Regions from separate parts of the Mus musculus genome. Here region 2 is linked to region 1. A link is a contact called in public promoter capture Hi-C data. All regions are on one chromosome and are shown on one strand. Each heading gives the region's core, a stretch centred on a gene start, on an enhancer-like site or on the middle of the called end of the contact. The rest is flanking DNA. Distances are from core to core; before and after follow the strand shown.

Region 1 (6,842 bases), core at 492-2,991:
GACAATGTACAGGCAGACACTATGCTGGAGGAGGAGCTGAGAGTTCTATATCTTGATCTGCAGGCAGCAGGAGACGATACCATGCTGAGCATAGCTTGAGCATAGGAGACCTCAAAGCTTCCTCCCACAGTGACACACATCCTCCAACAAGGCTACACCTTCTAATGGAGCCATTCCCTTTGGGCCCAGCATTTAAGCACTCAAGTCACTGGGGGACAGAGGAGTGTTCCTATTCAAAGCACCAGAAGCCCTGAGCAGTCTAAACCAGACTTCAACCACTGTGTTATCTATCTCCCAGCCTTAATTTTATTTTTGAAAGTTTGAGACAGTGTTTCATTAAGTTTTTCAAGTTAGCTTCTGAGTATTTGGGATTATAGGCTTGTGCAATCAGACCTGACCTCAAATGGTGGCTTATATCAATGAAGAACACCTTTATCCTGCAGGTTCTCAAGTTTCCTAGCTATTTATTAAGGGAACATTTATTAAGGAAAAGGACAATAGTTGAGATAGGCATTTAGGGGTTTCAACTTCACGCACAGGGATGGAGCCACTGGACAAACAGGAAGCAGGTGAATACTCAGCTCTAAAGTTGGGAAGCTGAGTCGCAGCTGTGGATTTGGTAGCTATGAGTTTATAGATATAAATTAAACTCATGGATGTTGGTAACTATAATCGCTGGGGTTCTGATTAGAACACTTCATTGTAGTTTCAGGCTATTGATTTACATAGAAAATATATCTTACTTATATAAGTATTTGAGAATGTTAATAATGTATTAATATTAAAATGCCAAAACTTTTGAGTATGGTTAAGTGTGTAATGATGCACTTAAAGTTTAAATGTTAGCACACATATGTTACAGGTTGTTGTTTGTGGCAAGAAATTTGTTGAGTAAAGTCACTTCCTTTGAACAACCATATTATGATAAAAAGAGGTCTATGCATTTTCTAACTACACACTGTTGCTAAGGTAATTCAAATAAGGGTTCAGGATACACAGGAGCTTGTAGCTTGTTTAGGGGTCCTTTGATGATGGGTTTCTCTGCTTCTCAGGAAACCACAGGGCTTAGCTTCTGTTCCACCTGGAAATCCCAATTTTAAGCTTTATCAGGGCCAAAGATTTTAAAACCAGCTTAGAAAACAAGTATTTAAGAACCATAAGCTTTCATAGATTTGATACTTAACTGGTACATGTAATATTTTCAGGGGCTTTTATTTTAAATTGACACAAAACACAACTTATGGTAGATTAAAAACATTGAGAAGTGTCAAAAATGATGGGTAAAAGATTTCTTAACTTCCTTCCTATATGCATTTCCTAAAAGTAAAACTATTGATTAAAAAAACTACTTGTAGTGTCTTAAGTCTCTTGGCTTGTTGCATGTCAAACTGTCTGCAACTGTAACCAACAGAAAAACAGCACATTTGAAAAATAATATGAAAACTGGTTAGTACATTGAACATTAATTATAATAATATAAACATTATTTCTAGATTATCTGAGATATTGAACATTAGTTCAATGCTAATACTTATAAGACACTAAGGTAAATTTCCATTTATGCCCATTGATTCTTGAGAAAATAGGAGCCTATAACATCATATTGCTGGAGGCCGGGCTACTGGGAGTTCTATGATGTTTGCACTCAGATTTCTGTTCCAAGTAAGACTAAGACACAGGTCACTCCTCTTCAAGTTCACAGCCAGTTCCTGCTGTTGAGCAAACTCTCACAGCAGGATTAAGGTCAAAGTCTGAATGGGGATGTGGGAGGATCACAGTTAACATGACAGAGTGTTTGACTGTCTGAAGCTCTGTGCTCAAAGTGGCAGAAAAGTCTCCAACTCAGTTGCCTCAACCCTCCTTCTGTATACCCCTCCATGACACAGTAGTGTAGACATGGCTGGTAATTCCTGCCCCACCCCGTCTGAGAGGTACAGTTCCCCAGCTCTGGCTTCAGTGGTGTGCTTTGTTTGTCCTGCTATAGCAAATTGGTTTTTTTTTTCCCAAATTGTTTCTTCATGCCATTTTATTTTTTTTATCTTGAACAGAAGAGTTTGCGGACAGTAAACATTAGTGATACTAAAGCTTACAATAGATCAACTATAAGTGTAATCCTATCTAGACCTAACCATTCAATGGCATCTTTTTGTAAAAATTATGGTATTCCATCTATCCATAATTATTAATTTCTAGAGGTTGGGCACAGTGTCAGCATGTATGTCATTTGTGGTCTCCTGAGTCATAGCATATCTGGCTGGGAAGTTTATAAAGAGATGGACGGTAGGGTCATGTAGATCACATCCCGTCTGCACTGCAGACACACTACTAGCATTTACATAAAACTTTTATGGGGTCTGATGCTTTCATGTGCAGTCTTGCCAGCACTACTGCAAAAAAAATCACCTGAGTTTTGTGGTAGATTTAATACAGAAATGGTTAAACTATGGGGTTTGACTAATTTAATAGTTAAATACAGGATTTCTGTTAAAATATCTACTTAGAACCTACTGGTTTATCAAACAATGAGATATTTTAAAAGCCTTTTATCCCTACCATTCCAATAATCTTTAGCTATTTTACAATACAATAGTGCTTCTAAAATCTGGTCAGATATTTTAAAAGTTTATTGGAGTGCTTTATATCTGACTGATTTCATAGAGTTCCCTTCCTATCAAATTCCTTTTAATGAACTGTGATCGACACCACCAGTATTGAGGACGTAGTAAGTGTTAGGCAGCTATTTTTGCTTAGACGTTAATCATAGAGGCTGAAGTTTAGTATATTACATGCTGTGCATTTTATGGAGGCCTAATAATGGTGTTGCTAAACAACCACTCTGTTCTTTCCTATGGGTGCCAAAGAGAAGATACCAGATCAGGGCTTGTTTTTCTCCCTCTGCTGTATATTTTGTTTAGTTTTGTTTGGAGGCTGTCTTCTAGAAACCTCCCTGTGTTGTGGCATGACTGAAGGATTTGCATACTCTGTGCAAAAACCTTTAGTGCCATTTCCATTTTATTTATTTATTTATTTATTTATTTATTTATTTTTGGTTTTTCGAGACAGGGTTTCTCTGTGTAGTACCATTTTCATTTTTTAAATTAATTAATTAATTAATTAATTAATTAATTTATTTTTGGTTTTTCGAGACAGGGTTTCTCTGTGTAGCCCTGGCTGTCCGGGAACTCACTTTGTAGACGAGGCTGGCCTTGAACTCAGAAATCTGCCTGCCTCTGCCTCCAGAGTGCTGGAATTAAAGGCATACACTACCACACCAGGCAATATTTTTAAATACAATTTGCTGCCTTCTTTTATCCACAAATGTAAGTTAGTAGCAATAACAATAGTATACACACACACACACACACACACACACACACACCATTATAAGTCATGTTAAATCAGTTCAGTTCAATGTAGGAGACATAAAAACCTTTATGATAAGAACATTGATAGATGAAATTACCCACCATCAGCCCTAAATTAATATCCAGAGCTGGAAATAAAAACAGTTTTTCTTTATTTGCATTGATGTTGTAAAAATAAAATGTAAATAGTTGTTTGGCAACTAGATGACTTTCTTGTTTTAATTGCAACTTCATTGTGGGAATTATTTATAATTATTGTTATAGGAACTAGACACATAATTCAGTTCACAGAGGCTAAGGTGATACTTTTAGAGATTTTATAGATGTGTTTTGCACATCAATGAATAAAATAGAAATATGGCTTTTTTTTTTGCAATTTTATAAGAGTAACTTGCTTAAATTTCTTCTTAACAAATTAACAATAATGGCTGGAAAGACAATTCAACAGAGAGCATTTCTCTTGTAGAAGATTCAGGTTCAGCTCCCAGTCTCACACCATAGCTCATAACCATCTGTAACTCTAATTCCAGAGGATTTGATACCTTCATCTGGTCTCCATAGGCACTAGGCATGCAAGCGGTACACATCTATAGATGTAAGCAGTATAAAAATGCATTAAAAAAGTAACAGTGAAAGCATACTAACGATCTTCATTAGGGTTACTGTTGCTGTGATGAAACACCATGACCCAAAGCAACTTGGGGAGGGAAGGGTTTATTTCACTTACAGTTCCCTACAACAGTTCATCCTGAAAAGCACTGAGGGGAGGAATTCAAGAGGCCACAGAAGGGTATTGCTTACTGGATTGCTCCTCATGGCGTGCTCAGACTATTTTCTTACAGAACCCAGGAGCACCAGCCCAAGAGTGGCATCACCTACAATGGCTGAGCCCTCCCCCATCAATCACTAATTAGGAAAAAATGCCTTACAGCTGGTACTTATTGGAGGCATTTTCTCAAATGAGCTTTTCTCCTTTCAGATAATTCTAGTTTGTGTCAGGCTGATATAAACGTAGACAGCACACTACTTACACATACATATACTTTTTATTGTGTTTCTGCCTTAGTTTAAAAATATAAGGAAGAGTGAAAATCAACAGGTCCTAACAATCCATGTTTTTGTCAACATAAAGTGCAGAGTGGGCAATGGGCAGTGGGTGGGAAATGAGGCACAATCCCCTTAGCTGAGCTCATAATGCCAAACATGGTGGTGTAATCACCAAGGAAATGATTAACTGTTGTTTTTATTTATTTTATTTTTTGAAGCAGAGTTTCTCTGTGCAAACCTGACAATTCTTGGACTGGCTCTGTAGACCAGGCTAACCTTGGACTTGGAGATTGGCCTGCCTCTGTTTCCTAAGTTCTAGAATTAAAGGTGTTCACTACCACAGCAAATTTGCTTTTTTTATTTCTGTTTTTTAATTAAAAAATTAACATGTGCACGAATGTGTATGCCTGTGGAGGTGTGCATGCTCATGAGTGTGCACGCCTGTGGGTACCAGAGCTCTACATCAGGTGTCTTCTTCTGTTGCCATCTACCTTTATTTATTTATTTATTTATTTATTTATTTATTTTTTGAGACAGGGTGTCTCACTGAACTTGAAGCTAACACCAACTGGCTACACTGGTTGGCAAGTGAGTCCCTGGAATCCTCTAGTCACTGCCTCCTTGTGCTGGGATTACAGCATTTATTGCCATGCCTGGCCATGTGGGTGTTGGAGATCTGACTTTGTCCTCATTCTTGGGCAGAAGTACTTTATCCCCTAAGACATATCTGTGCCTTCCTCTGTTATGTCTTAAGAACTGACTCAGGAAATTTCTTTTGCCATAGATCCTAGGATGTTAACACCTTGTGGTTTCTTCCTTCCTTCCTTCCTATATCCCTTCCTTCCTTCCTTCCTCCCTCCCTCCCTCTCTCCCTCCCTCCCTCTCTCTCTCTCTCTTTCTTTCTTTCTTTCCTTTTTGTTCTGATGTTATAATGTACAATGGCCCTTAAACATGTCTTTTTATTTGCCTTTTCACTTTGTGGACATTGGTAACAGTTTTATAGCAGAAAGAATATATACTTGGAAACATCATATGTTTTAAATATGAGTAACATTACCCGTAAATCTGGATCACCACATAAAGTATTTTATGAAAGTTGGGCCTTCTGAAGTAGCAACTACTCTTAACAAGATCTGACTTACCCTTTGTTGTCTTTAATATCCCAAGTTATTTCCTGAAACTAACTAAGGTGGGTTCCACATTCATTGAGAAATATCCAACACCCCAGTGTGGTACTGAAAAATCACCTTTTGCAACTTAGCGTGCTCAGCTTTGCTTCAGCTCCTGAAGAATGAGCAGCTCTTGGATATGGGCTAAAATGCATACAGAGAGACAAGGCTCACACTTATTTCAGGAAGGTACAAAACCAATCAACCAACAAACCGACCAGACAAACACAACAACCAAAAAGAGAAAAATAAAATCAAAACAAAAAGATGTCAATATTCATTCTCAGGTTGAAAAGGCAAACCAGAGCAGAGCATTTTTTTTAAATCATATCTTTGTTTTTTAAAGATTTATTTATTTATTTTATTTATATAAGTACACTGGAGCTGTCTTCAGACACACCAGAAGAGGTCATCAGATCCCATTACTGATGTTGAGAGCCACCATGTGGTTGCTGGGAATTGAACTCAGGACCTCTGGAAAAGCAGTTGGTGCTCTTAACCACTGAGTCATCTACCCAGCCCTTAAATCATCTCCTAAACACATTTTATGGGGTGATTGACTCGAGATACTCTACATGGGTGGGGGGGAGGCAACTGGAAGAGCTTGCTCGGGGAGCAGCGTAGGGTTTAATCACTAAGCTATTGTCTATTGCACTTATAAAAAGACATTTTACTAGAACAGAAAGTGTTTCCGAGACTACGGAGCTAGAAGAGAAAACTGTTATCAGGCGGTGAGTCAAACACTGGTGGGAGATTTCCAGTACAGTTTCTAAAACAAGTCCACTGGCCATGCAGTGGAGACAGATTTGCCAGACTAGAGGCAGAAAAGATCATTAGGGTTGACTTGTAGGCTATCCATTAATCAGCCACTGAAAACTATATTTTAGGGACCAAATCTGGTTTATTACCTGATTTTATATGGTATTTTAACTAAGAACTTTTTTCACATTTTTAAGTGATTGAAAAGAAATCAGAAGAGGTCATAAAAATATTCTGACAATTAAAAAAATAAGTAATTTAAATACCAGTCTCTAGAAATGAAAATGTACAAGACACAGCTGTGCTCATTTGATTCCATATCATCTATGGCTGTGTTTAAGATACGGTGACCGAACAGAGGGGCTGGAGTGGAGAACCCACAGCCTAGGAAACAGATCTATTATTTTAACCTTTAAACAAAAGCTTGCCAGATTCTGGCTGAAGAAGTTGATGATAATTCCTTAGGAGTATCCAAGTTCTGGACATCATGAACACGCTTGTT
Region 2 (7,439 bases), core at 3,258-5,757, 33 kb before region 1:
TATTGTGTCTATATACTGTTATGTAGAGCATGCAAAATTACTGATTTGTTGAGGTTGCTTATAGTTATGTTTCATAACTAGAAAGTGAATTTTAAAAATCAATCATACACAGAAACAGATTCAGAGACCCACAGCCAAACATTAGGCAGAATTCGGGATGAAGGATTATAGGAGCCAGAGAGGTTGAGGACACCACAAGGAAACCTACAGAGTCAACTAACCTGGGCCCTTAGGGACCTACAGAAACTGAACAGCTAACCAGAGATTCTGCATGGGACTAACCTAGGCCCTCTGCATATATGTTTATAGTACTGAGCAGAGCAACTTATTTACTATTAATTATTATTATTATTATTATTATTATTATATTATTTGCAAGACAGGGTTTCTCTGTATAACTCACTCTGTAGATCAGGCTGGCCTCAAACTAAGAGATCTGCCTGCCTCTTCCTCCTGAGTGCTGGGATTAAAGGCATGCACTACCACCACCAGGCTCTTGGAAGAGAACTCTGAAGAGAAATTTTATTTTTATTTTCCAACACTGGTAAGTTATTCTTTCTTTTTCTTTATTCTTTCTTTTTTTTGTATTGCTATAAACAAACTAAATATTTCTATGAACCACCATGGAACTACAAGGTGCTGATTTATGGCCACTGGCTAGGAGCTGCTACCAGAACTTATTACTCCTAGAACTCATGACTCAACTGAATTTCTTATTTCTTCCTTGGCACCCAGGAGACTTCAATATAGCAGATGCCAGCACATATGCATACATACCCAGAATACACTTGAATGAAAAATCATATTTTCACTAGAGGACAACCCATATTTGCTCTATTGTTGGTAAATGGTCCACAAAGGTGTCATTGGTTCACCCAGGTTAGTCTTTAAAAACATTTTCTGTAGATAAGAAAGTTATATTATGATCGCTATGGTGCCACATTCACTCCAATACAGTTTCCTTTTGTGAACAAAAGTTCCCAGAGAGACGCTGCACCTTCAAATGGGCACTTCTGCAAGGATGATGAACTGATCAAAGTTTTTGTGGCAAATTTAGAATGTTACAAATCCAGCATGAAGTTATCTTGGTCCATCTTTAACCCTCTTAATGGCCACTTATTGCCGTCCTCTGTACCTGACCTAGGAGTCTTGTGACCACTAAGTGAGTCACTTGGAACGCAGAGCACCAATTTCCCTTTGAAATATATTTAGGTGAGTAGAACCCGGACCTCCGCCAAGCCAAAAGGCAAGCGTGTTATCCGACGGCCTCTGAAGCCGAAAGCATGCTTCCCCATTCTTCTCTGACTCACCTCTCTGATGTTCTCATCGATGTATTTGAAAAGGGTCTTGATTTATGACTTAACTGTTTTTATGTTGGAATGTAGAGTTTGGGATGACCTAAATCTCTGTGTCTTGGCCGTGGTCACCAGAATAAGCTTTTATCATTTTTGAGGTGAAAGTTGTATTTTTGTATGGACTCTTTCAGTTTGTCTTCAGGATGTGACAAAGGGAAAGTTGCTAGTGCGTATGTGGCTGGAATTCCTACTTTGTCCTTCTGGACGTAAATGTGTTCATAAGAATGAAGTAGGTCAGGGGGAAGAGGGCAATAAAAAGGGTGTAAAATGCCAACTTGACTTCCAGGTGTAATCTGACTGTTGTGCTCTTGGTCAATAGCACCTGTGACTGCCGCATACACATAAGCTCTGGGTAAGTCTGAGGCCATTAACACCCTGCCATGGGGTGGGGATGGGGCTCCTGAGGACTCCTCACTCTGTGAAAATTTTTTCTCAGTTCATGGTTGATGAAGAGAGAGAAATGCATTCTTCTATCTTGTATCTACCGTTAGGGTGTCTATGCTCCTGAAAGCAAACTGAGATCCATGTTCCTCTGAGCAATCAGAATGAAACTCATTGGATCATCAAAAAATAAAATCGAAATAGAAAGATGGGAAGATACGAGGAGGGTTATGTTTAAAGAGGGAGTAGGTCAGTGAGAGTGGAGAAGGACAAGACAAACTAAAAAAGGAATGACTCTGCTCAAAATAGATTCTATCCATGCATGCTTGTATATCATACTGAAACATTTTATGTATAATTAATATATGCTAACCACCTTCCCAAAACTGATAAAGCCTAAGAATTTTCAGGCAGACAGTAGGCTGAATCCACATTTAAGAAATGATATCTGAGCTGGGTGTTGTGGTGCATGCCTTTAATCGCAGCACTTGGGAGGCAGAGGCAAGCCAATTTCTGAGTTCAAGGCTAGCCTGGTCTACAGAGTCAGTTCCAGGATAGCCAAGGCTACAGAGAAACCCTGTCTCGAAAAACCAAAATAAAAAAAAATTTTAAAAAAGAAAAGAAAAAAGAAATGATATCTGTAGATTGACAAAGGTTTGTCTTGCAACTAAGTTTATATTACTAAGCAGGAACATCTTATTTTTTTATTTTTAAATGATAATTATTTAAAATGATAATTATATATGAATACATAGATAATTATGTAAAATTTTCTTCTTCTTAATATTATTATTATTTACAAGACAAGATTTCTCTGTGTAGACCCTGGCTGTCCTGGAACTCACTCTGTAGTCCAGGCCAGCCTTGAACTCAGAGATCCATCTGCCTCTGCCTCCCAAGTGCTAAGATGAAAGGCTCCCACCAATGGCCTGCTCTTTCTTTTCTGTGTATGAGTGTTTTGCCTGCAGAAGCATGCCTAGTGCCCAGGGAGGCCAGAAGAGGGTGCCAGATTCCCTCAACAGGAATTTAGGATTTTTGTGAGCCATCATGTAGGTGCTGGAACACTGGTCCTCAGTGAGAAGAACATCAAGTGCTCTTAACTGCAATGTCATCTTTCTAGCCTCATAAACAAAACATGGCAACCCAATGTGAGGCTCTGTAGTTGGTGACTATGCTTGCATACTGGTGCTTTTGTGAGTATGCAGAAAAAGATGACACTGTATGTACCTTCCATTGGAACCTACTCTTACTAAAAAAATTGTAAAGCTTGCTTTACTTGGTAGAACACTTAATTACAAAAGAAAATAATCACAGAGGGATAGTCTGTCTAAGTACGCTGTCTGCAAAGTTATTACAGTGAGTCCCAGATCAACAAAACGAGAAGATCATAATTTAGCTCAAAAGCAAAACAAGTTTGGAAAATGTACAATTCAGCAAGAAATGTGAATGACCAGACATAAGGCAGAAGCAACTAAAGTCTCAATGACTGGTTTCACCAGGAAGAAATATGGTACTATCAGGTCACCTCCGTCTCTAGTAGCTTAGCATGTAGATATCTACTATGGAGGAGGCATATTAGAATTGCATAATTCCAATTATTATTTAAAGATTTATTTTATTTATTTATTTTATATATGAGTACCCTGTAGCTGTACAGATGGTTGTGAGCCTTCATATGATTGCTGGGAATTGAATTTTAGGACTTCTGCTCACTCCGGTTGGCCATGCTTGCTCTGGTCAACTCTGCTTGCTCAGTCCCTGCTCGCTCTGGCCCAAAGATTTATTTATTATTATACATAAGTACATTGTAGCTGTCTTCAGACAGACCAGAAGAGGGCATCAGATCTTATTACGGGTGGTTGTGAGCCACCATGTGGTTGCTGGGATTTGAACTCAGGACCTTCAGAAGAGCAGTCAGTGCTCTTACCCACTGAGCCATCTCACCAGCCCTCAAATTATTATTTTATGATGATTATTATTATATCTATGATTTTATGGTTATTAAAACATACACTGATATTTTGTTTTGTTTTGTTTTTTTCCAGTAGAGTTGTCAACCCAGAGAAAATGTACTGGATCATCTGAAAATTATAGTTCATCTCACTAAACAGACAATATTTATGATTCCAAGTTGACAGACAAGTTTTCTGGTTCTATTCTTTAGTTGCACAAAATAGGTTATGTGATTGCATGGTGTAATAAACACATTGAGAGGCCTGTACACTGAGTTAGGATTTAGTAATTTGATTTTAGGTAGGCACTTATAACAACATTGGCATATTAAGATATAATTTTATGCAGTCAACAACTTTTTAACATTCACAGCTGAAAATGTGGATTTTTATTTCTCAAATTATTTCTTGTGAGTAAATGAAATTATTCTCAACCAGTAGGCCTCTCACAAAGGAGAAAAAAAATGTATATTCATTAACAAGCTTATGCTGTTGTGTTCCTTAAGAGTATTATGTCATCTGTTTTGAATGCTAACCCTGGAGAAAAAAACTAAAAATTAAGTATTATTATTATTTTTTAAAGTAGAAATACATTTAGGCATGTTCCACATAAGGAGAAAACTGCAGTGTTAGCATTTCATTCCAAGTGCAGATGACTTGTATTTGCTCTGACTTCCTATGAGATATTGCAGCCTCAAACTCTACAAGAACACTTAGTTATTTAGTTATGTATGCTACTAAAGCTTTAAATCGTCCTTCACCCAGATTTAAGTGGTGTTTGAATGAGCCAGATTGGGAGAGGCCATGACTCAGGTCAGGGAAAAAAAAAAAAAGTGAGGCTGGTGAAAGAATGGTCATGGTGCTGGAAATGAGGCCAGAGACAGAGACAAAGACAAAGAGATTTAAGATTAAGGTCTAGGAGATCTTCCAGGTGGGGAAGAAGGATGCTCTCGGGAGAACTAAAAAGTAAGCATATTAACTAAAGAGCAAGTTGAGTGCAGCTTCCAAAAAAATCTCTTTAGTCGCAGAGAAAATAATGATTACATTTAGTCCCAGGGGGCAATTGGCAGGAGGCCCAGGCATAAGAACAGCCACATATCATCTGAAACAAAGCTAAAAGCAATTATGTATCTAATGTAAAACTTGATTTAGGCAGAACTTCAAATCAAGACAGCCAAGTTCTCCATCAATGCTATCCCTGAAATTAAAGTTTTAACCTCATAGTTGTACTGCTTATGGAATTAAACAGTAAGTTTAACTAAGTAATTAAGTTGTGTGCGCACGCGCGTCTCAACTTTGTGCTTCCACATTTCACTGTAAGTATTATGGAAGGAAAATCACGTGTCAATCTTGTTCTCACTTTCTTGCAGCAAATCTACCCCTTCTCACTAACAATGCTAAGGATTTCCCTTCTACACTGGCTTCTCCCAGACCTTTCTGCCACGTTCTGTCTGTTTTTCATTGTGTAAAATTCACTGTCTGTTGCAAGTTTTTACATGTTTATGTTCTAGAAGATTCTCCTAACATATTTCTTCCCTTGCAGTCTCTCTTGCCTACTTTGAATGTTAGGCCTGGTGAGAAAACTTGATGACTGCTGCTCACTCCCCCACCCCACCCCCGAACCCCTTTCCTAGTGAGTGATCACTATTTTTTTTCATTGTCTCCAGCCCATGGGGACATGGCTCTATGTCTCTGCCATTCTGTGTGGAGACACAGGTCAGTGCTGGATGGCAGGAGGGAGGGGAACAAAAGATCTTGACACCTGGTGCCTACCTTTATGGTGAGCTATTAACCATGCTGCCTTAGGTCCCTTTTTGCTTCTGGATTATCCCCTTCATCCCAGAGCATCTTTGTTCTTGATCGTTCCACCCAAGTCAGAGCATTGCCAACAGAAATTTTGGATTCTGACTTCCTTCTCATCTACTCCTGTGGGGGTAAAGAACAACTGTTGCTTCTCTAGTTAGGAAACTTGTTAATATTGGCATTCTCTTTTCGTCGCTGGGGCCATATTCATTTCTTTTTTAAAAAGCCGTTTCTCTTAAGTTCAACTAAACAGTAAGTTTAACTAAGTAATTAAATTGTGTGTGCGCGTGCGCGTGCGCGTGCGCGTGTCTCAACTTTGTGCTTCCACATTTCACTGTAAGTATTATGGAGGGAAAATCACGTGTCAATCTTGTTCTCACTTTCCTGCAGCAAATCTACCCCTTCTCACTAACAACGCCAAGGATTTCCCTTCTACACTGGCTTCTCGCAGACCTTATTGTTGGACATATGATTTGACAACGAAAACTACCCTACATCTTTCTTTCATAAGGTATGTGCTACATATACAATATTGTGGTCAAATAGTTATCCATGAAATCATTTGAAATAAACTTCATGAAATTAACTATATTTCCCCCTGGTATTGACATTTGTTCCTTATGCATCCACCTTAGTCCTTATTCTGTCTGCTCCTTCCATCATCCTTCAAGGCTCACATAGGCACCCACACTGCTGCCTTACAGCTTCTCCATCCTCTCAGTGAAGGGGTTTATTGTGCTCATGGTATAAGCTTATGCTGAACCTATGGTGCTTGTGTGTGCACTTTGTGTTTAAGGGGACAGTTATGCTTGCCCTGATTTGGACACTGTGAAATGTATTGCAACATCTCCTATTATGCCACAAATATGAGCATTATCATATGTTAATTAAAAAACCAAAATAAAAGCATCTCAAAAAAGATTTCTCTGTGTTTTGGGGGGAATGAATTGAGTGTGTATGTGCAAATGCATGTGAAGAATATAATTTTTTTTTCTTTTCAAGATTTATTTATTATTATACATAGGTACACTGTAGCTGTCTTCAGATGCACCAGAAGAGGACATCAGATCTCATTACAGGTGGTTGTGAGCCACCATGTGGTTGCTGGGATTTGAACTCAGGACCTTCGGAAGAGCAGTCAGTGCTCTTACCCGCTGAGCCATCTCGCCAGCCCAAAGAGTATATTCTTAATGATATGTTACTTGAGTGTATTAAGTAAATATCTGTATCTGTTGAGTAACTTTGAGATTTTTTTTCTATATTATCTAGGAAAATGTCTAACCTGAAGAAAAACTTTTGAATAAAAATCAGTGAAACTGTTTTTTAAATTCTCATACAATATAATTGTTAAATCCGAGGAAAGAACATCTTTTTTCCCTTTAATATTTTATTTATTTACATTTCAAATGTTATCCCCTTTCCTGATTTCCCTCTCCGAAACCCTCTATCTGATAACCCCTCTTCCTGCTTCTAGGAGGGTCTGTCCCCCTCCCCCACCTCCCTACTCTGGGGCATCATGCCTTCATGGCATGATGGGCCTCTGCTTCCACTAATGTCTGATAAGGCCATTTTCTTCAGCTGGAGCCATGGGTCCCTCCATGTGTACTCCTTGGTTGGTGGTTTAGTCCCTGGGAGCTCTGGTTGTTTGGTATTGTTGTTCTTCCGATCAGGCTGCAAACCCCTTCAGCTCCTCCAGTCCTTTCTTTAACTCCTCATTGGGGACCCCATAATCAGTTCAATGGTTGGCTGTGAGCATCTGCCTCTGTATCTGTCAGGCTCTGGCAGAGCCTCTCATAAGACAGCTATATCAGGCTCCTGACAGCTTGCACTTCTTGGCATCTACAATAGTGTCTGCATTTAGTAATGGTGTATATGGGCTGGATCCTCAGGTGGGGCATTCTCTGCATGGCCTTTCCTTCAGTCTCTGCTCCATACTTTGTCTCCATAT

Evidence for each region. Promoter capture Hi-C pulls out the DNA fragments that hold promoters and counts their contacts.
Region 2: a promoter capture Hi-C map of liver shows a contact between it and region 1, with 2.6 times the contacts expected there. The contact joins two enhancer-like sites. A contact is called at or near these places in 9 of 39 promoter capture datasets (the 3T3-L1 cell line, 3T3-L1-derived adipocytes, the HPC-7 cell line and 5 more), 3 of 484 Hi-C or Micro-C datasets (liver, nephron progenitors and olfactory sensory neurons), 1 of 115 datasets of contacts at active chromatin or transcription factors (pancreatic cancer cells) and 3 of 9 other capture datasets (adipose tissue, liver and pancreatic islet).

What each region holds. Positions count from the first base shown.
Region 1 is chr5:86,730,895-86,737,736 of GRCm38.p6, reverse strand. The region is part of intron 1 of Tmprss11e (transmembrane protease, serine 11e); the gene reads left to right. Among named protein-coding and RNA genes, the nearest start is that of Tmprss11e, 11 kb to the left of the region's middle. Within about 2 kb of position 1,741, at least 15 of the 459 cell types and tissues checked have an H3K27ac peak or open chromatin away from gene starts, as enhancers often do.
Region 2 is chr5:86,766,504-86,773,942 of GRCm38.p6, reverse strand. No RefSeq gene overlaps it. Among named protein-coding and RNA genes, the nearest start is that of Tmprss11e, 24 kb to the right of the region's middle. Within about 2 kb of position 4,507, at least 4 of the 459 cell types and tissues checked have an H3K27ac peak or open chromatin away from gene starts, as enhancers often do.